Linked DNA regions of Mus musculus: region 1 is linked to region 2. The links are chromatin contacts, called in public HiChIP or PLAC-seq maps. All regions are on one chromosome and are shown on one strand. Each heading gives the region's core, a stretch centred on a gene start, on an enhancer-like site or on the middle of the called end of the contact. The rest is flanking DNA. Distances are from core to core; before and after follow the strand shown.

Region 1 (4,693 bases), core at 1,008-3,507, 150 kb after region 2:
AGCTACCCCACTAGCCTTCCCCAAATTCCTGACCCACGGGATTAGAAAAGGTCAGCGTGTTTGCTATCATTTAGCTCACCAAGTACTGGGGTCAAGTAAGCACAGACAGTCTCCTCTTAGACAAGCCTGCCAATTGAGTAAATATCACTTTTCCTGTTTCCAAACCGTTGACATTTTCACAGGTTCTGTCGGAGACAGAGCAAGCTTGAAATTTTCTTTTCCTCGGGAAAGGAGGAGGGAATGAAGGGGCTGTTGCGGCTTGCATCACCCACTCAAGGGCTTGAGTGTCCAGGTGAGCAGAGGCTCCTGTGGTTTAGAAATGCTGGTTCTGAGTGCCTTGTCACAGCACAGAGGGGCTTTCCCAAGGGAGCCGGGTGTCTGAGCGGCGTGCAAACAGGAGTTTGTCAAAGCACAAGGTAAGAACATCATCACCAGAGCTCGGGGTCCATTTCATCCGCTTCAGCACTTCTTGGCACCTGCACCAGCCAGCCAGGCGTGTGAAGATCCCACAGCTGCTTCTCCAGCTCTGAGCTCCAGCCCATCAGACCAACTGACCAACTGAGGTCTGCCCAGGCTTGGAGGCTGTTGTTAAACGGGAAGGAAAACTCAGAAAACACTTGACATCTTTTTATGTAGCCATGCCCTCTCACACAGACCTCATAGCTGACTTCCGAGAAAACTGACTCCCTCAGGAGTCACCTTTCCTCCCCGAGACTCAGTTGTTCCATCTGCTAAGTGGACAGTGTGAACCAACTCAGTTCACACCCACTGTCTCTGGTCTTCACATTCGGCATATGAGGATCCCTGAGGAGGGCTACAGGATGCGGGGTGTCCCTGACAACATTGGAAGGCATATGTCAGTCAGCATAAAGCTCAAGGACCAAAGGAATTGCAGAGATCAAGCTCAGAAGAAGGTCACCTACAGAGGCTGTGCCCAGCTCACTTGAGAATTGAAGTGGGAGCAGGTGTGCCTCCAGGATCCATGGCCTTATAGATGAATGGAGTCTGGGGACAGAGCTGAGGCCCAGCAGAAGCCTTGGCCAACTATAGGAGATGGGAGGATTCATTGTTTTGTGGTGGAAAGTCACAGCCGGATTAGGATAGCATCAGTATAGGAGGAAGCAGGGGCCAGTGAGGAGCCATGGGTGAAGGAGCCTGGAGAACATTCTAGAAGGTGTGGTACTCTCCCCAGGTGAGGTTCTGAAATGTTGAGTGAAGGTCACCCTCCCCAGATACTGACCACTCAGTCTCTGTCTCGACAGAGTGTGGGAATATTCTAGCCCCAAGTCCGCTAAACCTAGATACTGCATTGGCTTTCCCAGGCAAGGAAGGCAGTCTGCTCTGCCCCCCACCCCCACCCCTAACTTCATCCTTGCCCTGGGCAGCATGCTGTGTGATGCCAGTGCGAGGTGGACAGTTTGTGGCTGAGCCAAGGGAAGGGAGTGGGAAAGGGCTGGCTTTTCTAAACCTGAGTCCTTACTGTGATCTTCTCCAATGCTCACCTAAAACTAGTCCAGTGTCCAGGTGACCAGGCTCCTGTTGGAGGAAGCTACCTTCCACATCAGGCTTTCCCGTGACCCTTGGTCTTCCTCCCCACTCTAATTCCTGGTCCCTTTGGGTCCTTCTGTGACGTTCCAGCAGCCCTGTCTCTATAGGGTCCCAGTGGCCCCAGAGCACTCAACCTGGTCATGTGATTTATCTGCTCCACAGGAAGGACAGGTTGCTTTGGTGGGGGTTAGGTGGGGAACTACTCTGAATCCTTTCTAATAGAGACCTCCATTCTACCATCTCCCTCTTAAAGGCTCTTCTCCTCCCTTTAAGCCACAGCCTTTCTATGTGGCCTGCAATTCTTCTTTCCTTGGCAAGAGCAATTCCAAGGTAGGTGCTGACAGGTTGTGGAAGGGGACTTGATCCGGCTAGTGCATCCTGCCATGAGTTCCAGTGAAAGGGGAGCGTGCTTGGAAGGAGGGAGGAAGATAGGAAGCTGCTGACCTGATCCTGCCCTGTCATGCTCCTAGGGCCCCTCTGAGTTGAAACCTAGATCTAGCTAGGGGACGGGAAAGTCTTGACCTTTGCCAAGGACCTCTCACCTGGTGTACTGGGAGGTTAGTGGAGCATGGTGGGGGAGGGGAGGGGTTAGGGCGAGGTATCGGACTACTGGGGCAGCCAGGGCGGGCCACCCTTAGTGCCACCCCTTCCCAGCACTTTCACTGTGGGTCCACTGCCTGTCAGTCAGTGACTGAGTCACAGATGCCCTGGGCTAGGGGCTGTCTGCCAGAAGCTTGACTCACTAAGGATGACTTGTTTGGCTGGCCCGTGCCTTCCTTTCCCTGTCACAACATGCCAAGGGTCTGCTGGAGCTCCCTCTTGGAACACCCCTCTCCTAGAAGCACCCCTTCCTGAAGCATTCTTCTCCTGGAGCACCCCTCTGGGGTACCCCTCTCCTAAAAGCACTCCCTGTAGCATCCTTCCTGGAACACCCGTCCTGGAGCAACCCCTCCTGGAGTACCCTTCTCCTGGAGCATCTTCATCCTGGACAGTTCCTCTCTCACATACGCTGCACCTTGGCTTCAGACTGTGACAGCCCATCCCATGGCGAGCTTCTTCCGGTCTATCCCAGTCCAACAGGATCCAGTGTGTGTGAGGCCTGTGCAGTCAGAGAGAGAATTCGTCCTCTCACAGTTGCCTGGATAGGCAAGCAGCCCCCCAATCCATGCAGCACCCCAGCCTCTTCGATTCCTCAGGAAGACAGAAGCTACACTCTGGTCTGGTAGTGATTCAAAGAGGTATTTTTCTCAACACCCCACTCAGTCACACCATTGGCCCCAAGGTGACATTTTTCTATTAACAAACAGCACGCACTTCCAGGCTAAGGACGTAAATGCCCATCTGTGATCTGGGGCCTTTGGAGTGAGGCCTCCTGGGGTCAGGAGACTGAAAAGCAGATGCTAAGCCTTATTCTCCAGGGTAGGCATCACCCTGTCCCTCAGAGGTGAGGCCCTCAACCATGGGAGTGGCACTAAGAGCCACCACGATCACTTCCCGGCCCCAGCCTTCCCACACCCTGTTGCCATCACTTCTAAGCACTGCTCAAAGCCAGCCCGGAGTCAGCCCTGACCCCCAGGTCTTTTGTAAAGCCTCCCCACCCTACATTCATGCTGCCAGCCGGCCCCTCGGGACACACCTTATGCTTAGTCCTTTGGTTGCAGCCCACACATGCCCTGACTTTTCTCTGCACTCACCTCGCCCCTCCCAGCCTCCCAGGCATGGCTCCTGACTTGCCAAGCTAAGATGCTGCAAGAGGTAAGATCACCCCTAGCCCAGGGGCCACCAAAAAGCCTGAGCAAGGAATGCTGGCACTGGCCCTGCGCCCGCTGCTCAGAGCCCCTTCATGGATGCTCTTGTCTGCTGCTCATCCTTCAGGAAGGTCAGGGTAAGGTCATGCCCAGTGGCTTCCTCCCAAACTGGGAGACGATGATAATTCCCTAGGCCTACGAGCAGCCACTCCACTGCCAGAAGAGGTTTCCCACCCCTACCCCACCCCCATTCTCCCCAACCCCAGACAATGAGGAATCCTACCTTCCAGACAAGGGATCATGGCTGTGTTACCTAGACTCAGAGCCAGCTGTAAAAGGGGACCTTAATGCTGAGGGAAATGAGGAATAAAAAAATGATCCCAAAGATTTTTTTAGTGAGATAGCTCCACCCACAACATGATGGCCATGCCGGGGACCAAGCTGAAGTTGAATCCTCAGGGTCCCTATTTTAAAAGATTTAGAATCCCCTGAGCTGGGAGCCAGAGACAGGAGGATTCTGGTGTTTGAAAGCCAGCCAGCCCATCTGTCTACTTGTGGAGTTCTGGGCCAGTGAGAGACCTCATCTGAAAAAGCAAGGTGGCCACTAGAGAAATGGCTCAGCCTTTAAGAGGCCCTGCTGCTTTCCCAGCTGGGATTAAGTTTGGTTCCCGGCACCCACTGCAAGGGGCTCACAATGGCATGTAACTCTAGCTTCAAGGGATATGATCTTTTCCAGCCTCCATTGGTATCTCCACACATTTGTACACACACACACACACACACACACACACACACACACACACACACATGTTTTAAAAAAAAAAGTGAGTCAGGCATGAAGGTCTTTAACCCCAGCAGTCTGAAGCAGAGGGAGATAGGTCTCTGTGAGTTCAAGGCCAGCCTGGTCTGTATAGCAAGTTCCAGATCAGCCAGGGATAGAGAGGGAAAACTTGTCTTCAAAATAAAAAATAAGGTGGATGGTTCCTAGGAACCACACTTGAGACTGACCACACAGACACACACATCTGCGCACATGTGCACCTATACACACATGCACACTATCTCTCACATTCTGCTGTTAGGGCCCAAACCTGCTAAATCTCCTCAGAACCTCTTTGGCGGGCTGTGGAAGCCAAGAACTCACTCCTTCAGGCTGGAACACACGCAAAACAAGGCCTCTCGGAGCCACTCTAGATCCCAGGCTGAGACCCCATGTTCTCCAAGGCTGCCTGGGCCAGACTCAGTCCCAGGCACTAGTCCAAGGCTAACATTTACTATCTCTCATCAATGGCTCTGCTCTGCCATCCCCTGCCATCCCGGGGGTACTGTTATTAGGACAGGAGCTCTGTGTGGCCCTGGGCCTGATGCCAACAAGGCCTTGGAGATGGCAGAGCCGG
Region 2 (4,653 bases), core at 1,308-3,807:
AAATAAATCCCAGAGAAAGTAGCCGGGGGTAAAATTTACGTTCTCTGAAAGTCTGGAAGCCTCTCCCATACCCTCTCGGCCCCTCCCCCAGGCCACCGTGCTTGGTGCTTCAAGCCCACCAGGCCTAGGTATAGTCTCCCACCCCCTCAGCTTGCAGAAGCCCTATTGTGTTCTCTGGGAGGGGTGCTCCCCAGGGAGGTGCTGGCTCTTCTCCTGCACGGCTTCCTAAGCATATCACTGTTCTCAGGAGAATGGGACAACCCAGGTCCTCTGAGGGGTTTAGGAGTAGCAGATGACAAGACAGCCTAGACGTGTACCCAGAAAAATGATGTTTTCCCGGGTCTGCCTTCATCTTCCACAGCCAGCCATGGAAGGTTCTGGAGCAAGGATCGACCAGTCCTCAGAGTCCGGGAGAGTCTTCCTTTCTCTCCTATAGTCAAGTGGTGCTCTCTTGGGAGGGAGGGAATGCCAGCAAGCTAGGCACTGAGTTATCGGGCAAGTATCAATCGGGATTTCTGAATCCATACATTTGGAGACCCCAGAGTGGCTAGGGTGGGGAACACGATTGAAGGGGACTATGCTAATGTGGGGGAGACCTGTGAGTGTGTAGAAGAATAAGACATTTTACCCCCTTCTGGATATAAGAGAATTGTTGAGGGGTGGGCTCCCTAAAGAAGCGTTCTTCTACCTGAGGCTCTATTCTATCTCCCAACTACACACCTTGGAGTGTAGCTGATTATTCGTGGGGTATTCACAGGAGTTTTCTCTGTGTGCAAGTTCCCCACAGAGCCTAGCAAGCAGCAGCATCCTGCCCTATGTAAGGGATCATGTCTCTCTGAGGGAACTTCTCTCCAGCCCAGTTGTTCCAGGAAACAGGCCCATGATTCCTCCCTCAGTAAACAGATTCCCTGCAATCATGCAAGAACTACCCCAGGAAGGACCTAAACCTAGACGAGGTTTGACTAGTTCTAGACTCTGGCCTCAGAAATCAAGGACGGAAGTGCCAAGATTAATGAAACATTGAAAAACTAGCAGCATATCTATCGAAGGGTGAGTGGGCAGAAAGGAGTTGAGCAGTACCCAGGTTTCTGGTTTGATCAGCTAAGCCACTCATGGGCCATTTGCTGCAGTGGGGTACACTGTAGGGCAAAGAGCTAAGGGGCACCAAAGATGAGTTTCCCTGAAGAGTAGGTTTAGGGGAAGATCAAGGATTTGATGAGTTCCGAGTTGACTGAGACTATGCTACAGCTTCTGGGGGTGGGGTGAGGGGAGTGTCTAGCGGGGACCATGTTGACCAGCAGACAAAAGTGTAGAGCAAAGAGCAAGGGGCTGGAGGCTGAGCCTGGTCAGGATCGCAGGACATAGAGCCTGCAAGGGATCGGGAAAGACATACCCAGGGGAGTGAAAGAAGATGGGGGGGGGAGGGGAGTTCAGATCCACCAGTGTCCACTGTTGAGAGAGAACAGGCAATGAAGAATGAAGACTAGAGGACTAAGGAGATGGCTCAATTGGCAAAGTGCTTGCCCCAGAACCCATATTGCATGTGTCTAACATTTGTAGAGGTGGAGACAGGCAGATCCCTGGGACTTGTTGGCCAGCTACCTTGGCCAATTGGTGAGCTCCAGGCCAGTGAGATGCTCTATCTCAAAAAGCAAGATTAACAGCTCCTAACGTTGACCTCTTACCTCCACATACATGCACACACAGACATGTGTACTCTCCTCCACCTGTACACGTGCACACGTGGGCAAGCACTCCCTTAGACCTTGGGGGAACTGCAAGGTCAGATGTAGGACCCGCCTCTTTTTCCAAGTCAAGTACCTGGAGTTAAGCTCTTGTTGCCACTGGCTATCAATGTGACCTGCTAAAACCTTGTCACTGATGGAGAGTGCCTCTAGTTGTCCCTGGTTGGTCCAGTTTCAGCCTTCTTCCTTTGCTGTGGTTGAGAGAGTCCTGTAGTCCCAGCTTCAGAATCCACAGAGCTTTCTAAACCTAAGTCATCCCCAACAGCCACATAGATCTATAGAGAGCTGGAAGGGAGGGATTGCTGACACCTGTCTCGAAAAGATCCAGCCTGGGACTCTCTCTGGCATGCTGACTCCAGAGGGCAGTCTGCAGGGACCTCACCTCTGAGAGACTCATCAGTATAGCAGGGGACTCGTCTGATGCAACTTACAGCTCATTACTCAACTGTGGGTCACAGCATATGCTGATGGGAATGGAGCTGAGGTTCAGGCAAAGCCCTGCTGTTTTTGGTGATGCAACAGTTGTCCTTTGTGTAACATGGAGCCCTTCCACCCTCCAGCTTGCATTGTCTGGAAGTGACCTCAGGCTGAGCCTGATGACCAGGCAGGTCTGGCCAGGTCTTTATAAGAATTCTAGAGGGAGTGAGGAGGGACCTGTGGGCCTGAGGTAGAGATTGTATGCTGGAGCTGTTACCTCTGGGGTGTGGTTCTTTCTCTGGAATCCTGTTACTCCTATGGGGACTGTTGGATCTCACTCTGACTTCCCTGATCTAGACAGCAGAGACTCTGGCTATAACTCAATGCTTTTTACAAGCTTCTCTGGGAAGCCAAGACTTCCCTGGCAGGCAGAACAGGGCAGCCCAGAGGAGCTCAGCAAGGCAGGACACGGGTGCCAGGACGCTTTCCATCTCTGTCACTCAATAAGCCACTTGCTTCTCACAAAAGCCCAGACACCTGAAGCCACCCTAGAAGAGTGGTGCTTTCAGGATGTGATGGTGGTGAATAAAGAACCTACTGTGCCTGACCCAGGCACTGGGAGGGGATGGAGTGAAGGTTGGGGGAGGCTGCTCCCAGCCAGTCTCTTCCCATTCTCTTCTGCACTTGCCCTTGCTGGACCTGTTGCCTCAGAGACTGGGAAAGTTCTTGTACAAGTGATTTGTCAAGGAAAGGTACCAAGTAGAAACAGAGAAGGCAGAGCAGAACCAGGTCAGGCTGAGATAAGGAAGCAGCTAAGGCAGGGTGGGCTTTCTGTGAAGTCTCAACTTAGACTCCCAGTCTCTTGCCAGCATAGCACCAGGACTCACTGCACCCTGTAATGGCAGACCTGACGTTTTTCCTTTCCTTCACTGATTGGTACTTACTCTTGATGCAATAGTCTGTGTGAAGTGACCCGAGACATCCAAGAGCAGGCTTTCAAGCTACACACTCTTCAGAACGAAGCTCCTGGGACCTGGAGGAAGGAAGCACAGCACCAGCAAAGGGCACTTGTGTGTGACCCGATAGCATCTTTTATGCCACTGGCTCAGGATTATCCCTTGGCTTTCAGGGCGCTGAAGCCTTTGTCCTGAGCATTAGGCAATGCTGTCTGCTGGACCGACCCCACAAACTGATCTGATGCCAGTGAAAGGCCAGCTTGTCTGCTTTGTAAGAATTAGATGAGCAGATTTGTTGCCTTCATACTGAGCATCTGCTTCTAGAAACTTCTCTTTTTTAGATGCTGATGAATAGTTCCTCCCACTGATTCCTGTCACCCTATCCTACCCAACAGAAGAAAAAAAAAACTCAAAAAAACCAGTTGACTATTATCCATTCTCACTCATCCCAAAGTGAACCATGGTGCCCTGGTCTTGGCCTCCCAGGCAGGAACCTGCCTGGATCCATTATAGGGTTTGAATGTGACTTGGGTTTGTCCTGAGAAGTTTGGTGGCCACCCCATCACTCTAGAAATCAGAGTTCCTTTTTAAAATGGATCAACAAGTCTTGACTCCTAAGTCCTCCTTTGTGCTTTGGGACATGAGATGTCTGGTTATGCTGTGACATTTTTGCCATGATGTGTCAAGAATTCATTTCTCTGGGGACACAAGCTTTTCTTATGAACTATCAAAGCTATGCACTGGGGCCAGGTCATGACCCTTCGGTACTGGAGTAAATGAACTTTGAACCTTAAGCTGAACTTTCACGGAGAAGTAATACATGAGGGGACTCTGTTCTCACTGTCCCAGTTTTATCTATCTATCTATCTATCTATCTATCTATCTATCTATCTATCTATCTATCTATCTATCTATCTATCCATTCATTCATTCATTTTAGTTTTTGGCTGTTGGGACGCTCCCGTCAAATATTGTGGAAGCAGTCATCAAGACTAGTTTGTGTCTATATGCATTTTATTGGTATTACACACACACACACACACACACACACACACACACACACACACACATGCACACATGATGTTTTAGCTTTCCCCTGATACCTCTGAACCAGACCTTGTTCTTGGCGAACGCCTTCATTTTCATGGATAGGCAGCAACTGCTTCTCCCATGTCCCCAGCAGAGCTCATGGCTATGCCTTAAAATAACAAGTGGACATTTTACTATGGTCGTGTGCTTGAAGTAGTAACCTGTACTGTCTTTTCCCCGGCTCTGTTTGAAAGTTCAGGTTATAGTAATAGTCACTGTGGAATAGTGGCTTCCCCTTTCTGTTAAGACATTCCTCCCCGAATCAGAGCCGGTTGCCCTGAGCCATCTGAGAGCTAAGACAGAGGCCACATGACTTTGAACTTCTCATTGACGTGTCTTTTGGTCCTCAGCTCTAATTTCATCCCTGTATTCAGCAGGGAGCTTCGTGACTTGTATGTGCATTTCAAAACCAGTTGCGTGGAATCGACCAGTCATTTGGAGGGAGT

The links. HiChIP or PLAC-seq counts read pairs in DNA pulled down with a chosen protein or histone mark.
Region 1: a contact with region 2 is called in an H3K27ac HiChIP or PLAC-seq map of embryonic fibroblasts, with 5 times the contacts expected there. The contact joins two enhancer-like sites. A contact is called at or near these places in 3 of 15 datasets of contacts at CTCF or cohesin (the NIH/3T3 cell line, hippocampal excitatory neurons and stem cell-derived epiblast-like cells), 22 of 484 Hi-C or Micro-C datasets (the AML12 cell line, the HL-1 cell line, the N1E-115 cell line and 10 more) and 11 of 115 datasets of contacts at active chromatin or transcription factors (cardiomyocytes, embryonic fibroblasts, embryonic hindbrain and 4 more).

What each region holds. Positions count from the first base shown.
Region 1 is chr6:84,563,209-84,567,901 of GRCm38.p6, forward strand. No RefSeq gene overlaps it. Among named protein-coding and RNA genes, the nearest start is that of Cyp26b1, 28 kb to the right of the region's middle. Within about 2 kb of position 2,258, at least 25 of the 459 cell types and tissues checked have an H3K27ac peak or open chromatin away from gene starts, as enhancers often do. A contact at or near this core is called in the HL-1 cell line and embryonic fibroblasts, where this site is marked.
Region 2 is chr6:84,417,289-84,421,941 of GRCm38.p6, forward strand. Gm10445 (predicted gene 10445) reads right to left here. Exons shown (of 4, transcript NR_046063.1): 2 at 4,235-4,316; 3 at 3,107-3,195. Among named protein-coding and RNA genes, the nearest start is that of Gm10445, 4.2 kb to the right of the region's middle. Within about 2 kb of position 2,558, at least 24 of the 459 cell types and tissues checked have an H3K27ac peak or open chromatin away from gene starts, as enhancers often do. A contact at or near this core is called in the HL-1 cell line and embryonic fibroblasts, where this site is marked.